Linked DNA regions of Sus scrofa: region 2 is linked to region 1. The links are chromatin contacts, called in public HiChIP or PLAC-seq maps. All regions are on one chromosome and are shown on one strand. The core of a region is the stretch at or near the end of the contact, and the rest is flanking DNA. Distances in the headings are between cores, read along the strand shown.

The links. HiChIP or PLAC-seq counts read pairs in DNA pulled down with a chosen protein or histone mark.
Region 2: an H3K27ac HiChIP or PLAC-seq map of alveolar macrophages shows a contact between it and region 1. The contact joins the promoter of YWHAH here to the enhancer-like site in region 1. A contact is called at or near these places in 4 of 47 Hi-C or Micro-C datasets (adipocytes, brain, embryonic fibroblasts and 1 more) and 2 of 2 datasets of contacts at active chromatin or transcription factors (alveolar macrophages and skeletal muscle).

What each region holds. Positions count from the first base shown.
Region 1 is chr14:48,502,430-48,505,515 of Sscrofa11.1, forward strand. All of the region lies in intron 32 of DEPDC5 (DEP domain-containing protein 5), which reads left to right. Among named protein-coding and RNA genes, the nearest start is that of YWHAH, 40 kb to the right of the region's middle. Within about 2 kb of position 1,487, at least 4 of the 83 cell types and tissues checked have an H3K27ac peak or open chromatin away from gene starts, as enhancers often do. A contact at or near this core is called in alveolar macrophages, where this site is marked.
Region 2 is chr14:48,542,568-48,545,653 of Sscrofa11.1, forward strand. YWHAH (14-3-3 protein eta) reads left to right here and starts at 1,464. Exons shown (of 2, transcript XM_001928076.4): 1 at 1,464-1,872. The coding sequence starts at 1,786.

The DNA.
Region 1 (3,086 bases), core at 237-2,736:
ATTTTTAGAATTAAAGAAAAGTTGTAGGAGAGCAGGGACCTTCAGTTGTATAAGTGCCATTTCTGCATTTCAGTGAGAATAAGCATAAAAAGTAAGAGTTTGAGGGGACAAGGGAACACTTGACCTTAAGAAAGAGGGAGAAGGGGTCTTTGGGAAAGTTCTCTCTGTCATTTATACTTCAAGTAAACTTGGACTGCCCAAGAATAGAGTGGGGAAGGCAAGGCAGCTTCAGGAACCCCTCCTGGTGAGTGCATGCATGTCTGACACTATGTATGTCTCAGAGTCTTGGTGATTTTGTTACACAACCGGCGGAGGAGGTATTGCTGCTTCTGGTGTCCTCAGAAAATTAAGCAAGCACTTTTCCTGCCTTGAATCCTCTTCTCCCTTCTGGCTGCCATGTTTAGTAACAGGCCCCTGTGCGTCTCTCCAGGAGGCCTGCTGGTCACCCAGCTGGGCGGGAGGCCAGGAAGCTGCCATTGAACCCTTCCTGGTGCAACCCCTCCCCCAACCAAGCTGCCCTGCAGCCTTCTCCCCTTGGCATAGGTCTGAAGGATGTTCGGAGCTATGGGGGGTAGGGGTGCACAGGCATCCCAGCCAGGCTCTGATGAGACCTGAGGGGCTTGGACACAACTTCTTACCCAGGTGCTGACTCCCACAAGGATGGGATTTTCTGCCCAGGAAGGTGTGGGTTTCTGCTAATGCTTTGCATTTGGGTATTTTCTTCCTGGGTGGATCTTTCTCTCTCTTTCTTTTTTTTCCCATTCCCCTCATGTGCCCTTGTTTCTCTCCTTCCTGCCTTGTTTTTGTTTTTGCCTCTCACCCGCTCCTTCCCCTGTTTGCTCTGGGCCGCATCCCGTCCCTCCGCCGCCTCGCACTTGCCGCCTCGTCGCTTCCTGCCGCTCTGATCCAGGACGGGGCCTTCTTTATGGAGTTTGTCCGCAGCCCTCGCACAGCGTCATCTGCCTTCTACCCACAGGTCAGTCCAACCCCCACGCATGCCTGCCTGTCAGCAGAAGTTGCCATCCAGCCTTCAGTTCAGCTCTGAACATGGGGCCTTGGGCTGAAGTCAAGTTTGAGGGGCAGTTGAAATCGAATTTGGTCTCAGAGGTGCATTTCTTTCCTCAGAGTTTGTGGTGACAAAGGGGATTGAAGAGGTTAATGTGAGAGAACCAACTATGGCACATGTGGCCGACGTGTTCCCATCTGTCTCTTACACAGGGTTGCCACTGACTCTCGGCCACATGGAAGCACCTTCCCTCTTAGGTGTTTTTGTTCACGTGACATGAGCAGCATGGCATATGCTAGCTTAAGGGCTGAACTCTTATTTTATTTCCTCCCATATAAATTCCTCCCAGATAAATTTATAACAGTGCGGCAGGAAGTGGTAAGAAACAGAGCAAACATTTATTAACAGGCGTGTGCTTTGTCACAGGCTGAGTGTGTGCCACCCACGGCACCTCTGGGCTGCCCTTAACTCCTGTGTTGCATAAAGGGTTTGGACCGGATCTCAAGGGCCTTCCAAGCCTTAAAACTTTTCAGTTACTACATACACATCACACCCACAGTTTTATTTCACTTCATCACAGCATAGCCTATGAGTTAAGCAGAGGTTTTACTGAAGTTCCACAGATGGAAAAACCAAGGGATGGAGAAGTTCTGCTTCACACAGTGTGAGGTTGAGCTGGGATTTAAATTAGGACCATTGGGCTTGATTCCTGCCCCCTGCCCCCTCCCCCATAATTAGCATTGGTCATTGCTGTTCTGACAGATCTCTGTGAAGAGAACCTGGGCTCCTGCCCTTTATTGGGGTCGCAACACATGGTTTTCTTTCCTTTAGAATAAAGGCCAAAGTCCTCATGATGGAAAGGTCCATTGTGACTGTAGCCCTGGGCCCTCCTCCTCACTCTTGCTCTCCGGGGACAGGGCTTTCTCCAGACTGTAGGCCTCAGGCTTCCTGTCACATGCTTAGCATAGACTCATCTAGCTACCCCCCCACCCGCCACTGCCACTGTGGACTTTTTCAGCACCAGTGCCCCCAGCCAGCATCTCTACGGCCCTCTTTGGGGTCCGTGTGACTGGGACGAATGAATGCCTGTCTTCCTCATGAGACTGGGCTCTGAGAGGGCTGCAGCCATCAGTTCTCAGCACCCAGCCTGGCACCCAGGATGTGCACAGCAAATGCGGCCTCAGAGAGGCCATAAGGGAAACAGTTGTAAAAAACCTGTTTACACAGTGGAACCCTTTTTTCCCCATTGCTAATTTATACCTAACCCTAACCTATAATCCAGTCAACTTTGAATCTTTCAGGCCAAAGTGTGGGGCCAAAGGAGGCTCACAGCCCCAGGCACCTGCACCCCTGGTGTCCCCAGACACACTCCCAAAGACCCCAGGTTCTGCAGGATATGCTTACAGGCCGTAGCTGTTAGAGCTGCAGGTTTCTTTCTTTGTGTGCGTTTTAATTTTATTGAAGTATAGTTGATTTACAGTGTTAATTTCTGTTGTCCAGTGAAGTGATTCAGTTATACATATATACACATCCGTTCGCAACTAGGTTATCACAGAATATTGAGTAAATTTCCCTGTGCTATACAGCAGGTCCCTGTTGGCCATCAATTCCATACACCATAGTGGGCATAAGCCATCCCAAACTCCCAATCCTTTCGTCCCTCCACCACCTCCCTCCTTGGTGTCATTTTTAAATTTAATTTTATTTTTTATTTTTTCCTTTTAGGGCTGCATGGGAGGCACATGGAAGTTCCCAGTCTGGGGGTCACATTGGAGCGACAGTTGCTGGCCTATGCCACAGCCACAGCTACAGCCACAGCAACGTGGGATCCTTAACCCAGGGATTGAATCCGCATCTTCATGGATACTAGTCGAGTTTGTTACTGCTGAGCCACAATGGGAACTCCTGTATCATTTTTTTCGATTCCACATGTAAGTGGTATCTATGACAGTTGTTTTACTCTGTCCCAGTTACTTGAGGCAGCAGTTTTCAGCATGTTTAGGGATCACGGAGAGTCTTCTCAGGAGTCAGAGGCGATGTGACCAAGAGTGGATTTTCTGCACTTTGTTCTGTTTTCTCT
Region 2 (3,086 bases), core at 214-2,713, 40 kb after region 1:
AACCACTGTGCCAGGACGGGAACTCCTCCTCTCTCTCCTTTCTAATGCATCTGACTCTCCAAAGTAAGACTCCTGGCCTGAAATGTGGCTTCCATGCCTCTGGTGGTTCCCAACTACCTAGGGATGCTTCAGATCTTCAGCCTGGCATTGAAAACACTCCACAGTCTTGTTTTTTACCTCACCTCATGTCCCACTGCCCGACCTTTCTCACCATTTTGTTTTTATCTTCACTGCCAAGGCTTTGTCTTTGCAGACCCCACTCTCTCCCACCTTTTCCCTGACATTATCTGGACCAGCTTACCTCCTTTGGGGTATTCAGACATCTGCTTCTCCGAGACAGGGGCTGCGTCTTAACTCTTTTTTTTTTTTTTCTTTTTTTTCTTTTTTGTCCTCCCCTGGGCATACGGAATTCCTGGGCCAGGGATCCAGTGCTAGATCCTTAAGCCACTGTACCAGGCTGGGGATTAAACCTGCATTCCAGCCCTCCCAAGATGACCTCATTGAGCCACAGAGAGAACTGAGTGTCCTACTCATTCTGCACCTACTCTTTCCCCCAGTGTTGAGCATGCAGTAGGTGCTCAATAAAATTCTCAGAGAACCTCAGGCCCCTTCTCCTGCACTGCCCTTCGCATGGTATACTAGGTCTGGTCATGCTTTAGTTATTGGGATTTTCCTCTCTTGTCCGAGGCCCAGCCCTGGGCCTGGCACCAGGGTTCCTCAGCGTGGAACGCCAGGACTGGCTCAGTGACCAGCGGGTCCACTCTCCTCTTTGCCACTTTACAGGCCAACAGTAACCTTGAGCAACTCACACTGGTCTGGCTTTGAAAAAAGAGGCCAGCTGTACCCACTGGCCTGAGTTGTGAGCATCAGATACGATCGTGCCTGGAAAGGCCTAGCACTGGGCCAGCTCCTAGCAGGTGTGTCACGAAGGTTATCCGCCTCAGCCGGGCCGGTCAGTCCCTCCTCCCGCGTAAAGGCACAGTCTGCACAAGGCCACTCCCTAGGGTGGAGGCGCAGTGAATGAATGTGTTGTGGGGTGGGGGTGGGGGGGACGTTAGGCGGGACCGACTCTAATCTGCCAGCGCAGACCCAAGTGCTGGGTGTGGCCCTGCGAAGCCGAACGGTTAGACTGGGCGGGGGCGGGTCCAGACCGCCCGTCGGGCATGCGGCCTCCTGGCTTCCCCAAGCGCTAGTTTTATTTGCTTTGGAGTCCCTTCTCAATCTAGTGCTCTAACATGGGTTCAGAAGCACCTTTCCGGGTGGGGCCGTGACAGTGCGCTGCCAGCGGAGCAGCCATCTCCCGGCCCCTTCCCCGATCTCTGCAGTCCCCACCCCAGCGGTCCCCTCTTCACCTCCACCTCTGCGGTGGTAAAATGCAGCACTCGCACGGCGCCTGCGCGGCTTTGGGGCGGGGCGGTGGTCGCAGCTATTTATAGTAGCTGACGTCACCTTGAAATAGACCGTTAGGGCCGGCCCGCCCTTCCCCCCTCCCACTTGCGCCGCTCCGCGCCGCCCGGCCCTGCCCCTCCCACTGCGCAGGCGTCCTCCCATCCGCCCATCCCCCCGCGTGACCGCCTGTCCTCTCTCGGCGGCGTCCGCGGTGCGAGCCACAGCGCGCGAGGCGAGCCAGCGAGAGGTCGATCGGTGCTGCCTGCTGCTTGTAGCCTAGGCGGGCCGGCGAGCCAGTGCGCGTGCGCGGCGGCGGCCTCCGCGGCGACCGGGAGCGGACGCGCGGGCTAGCAAGCGAGTGGAGCTGGGCGCGAGGCGAGGCCGAGCCATAGCGACATGGGGGACCGCGAACAGCTGCTGCAGCGGGCGCGGCTGGCCGAGCAGGCGGAGCGCTACGACGACATGGCCTCCGCCATGAAGGCGGTGAGCGCGCCGGACGCCCGGGCGGCCGGCCGGGGGCCCGACGCAGGGGAAGGGTGGGCAACCAGGCGGCTGCTCCCTCCAGGCCTGGGGCGACCCCGCCGCCCCGCTGGGCGCGGCCACCCGCCCGCACACCGCGCTTCCCGCGCCCGCCGCGCGCCCCGCCATTTCCTGCGGCCGGGCCCTGGTGGGGTTTCTAGGGAGGGGGTGCGGCGGTGACCCCGCGGGCGGGCCATCTGGTGGTCGGGGGTCGCCATATCCCAGCTCGGACCACAGGTGAGGGAGGGTGCCCGTGGGAAGGTGAGGGAGTCACATTTCTCCTTCTGGATATTTCTGTCGGGCTGGGGCACCCCCTCTTTTCTCCACACCCCAACTTGTAATAAAGAATCACCTAGTGAGTGGCGCCCTGTCTCTCATGGTTTCCGCTGCCACTACCTGCAGTCGGTGTAATTCCGATCCGTTTTTGCTCCGCTCGCTGGAATCGTTCTGGTTCCATCCTCCCACGCCCGGGGTCCGCATTGTGTGCGGAGACCCCCCCCCTCCCCCCCGCAAGCCGGCGGGAGGGTGGCGGGCGTGTGGCTCCTTCCAGGTTGGATGCGGCACCCATCTGCTTGGAGACTAAAACGGGTCGTGACTCCTGGGCGGGCCGAGCCCGTGTACCTTTGCCTTGCCGAGACCCTCAGAGACCTGTCTGCAGCTCGATTTCCGGGGAAGGAGCCTTTGCCGACCACACCCTGGCAAATGCCCTGGATTAGATACCACCTGCGTGCCTGAGACTTAGGGTTGTGGCGAACTCCTCGCTAACCTCGTCTCCGCGCATTATTTCACGTTTTCTCCAAATGAACATTACTTCCCTCTGCGTCAAGGTCACACGGGTATAGCCACAGCTGCGGCCACCAACCTGCCATGTTCACCCAGTGTTCCACCTCCTGAGACCTGAAAGGATCTCCTGGGGCCCCACCCTAGACCTAAAGACTCAGAAACCCTGGGGGTGGAGCTCAGCTGCACTTGAACCAGCCCTCAAGTGGCAAGTGTTAGTAGGTTTAAGTTCAGCAATTACTGCCCTGGATTCTTTTTTTTTTTTTTTTTTTTTAGACTGCCCTGGATTCTACAGCTCATTTGCCCTTTTTCGAGCCTTGGGAGGGGATTTCTTAGAGGAAAAAACCCACAAATACAGAGGCTTCCTAAAATGTCAGAGTCATATAAAAAGCTCCTTT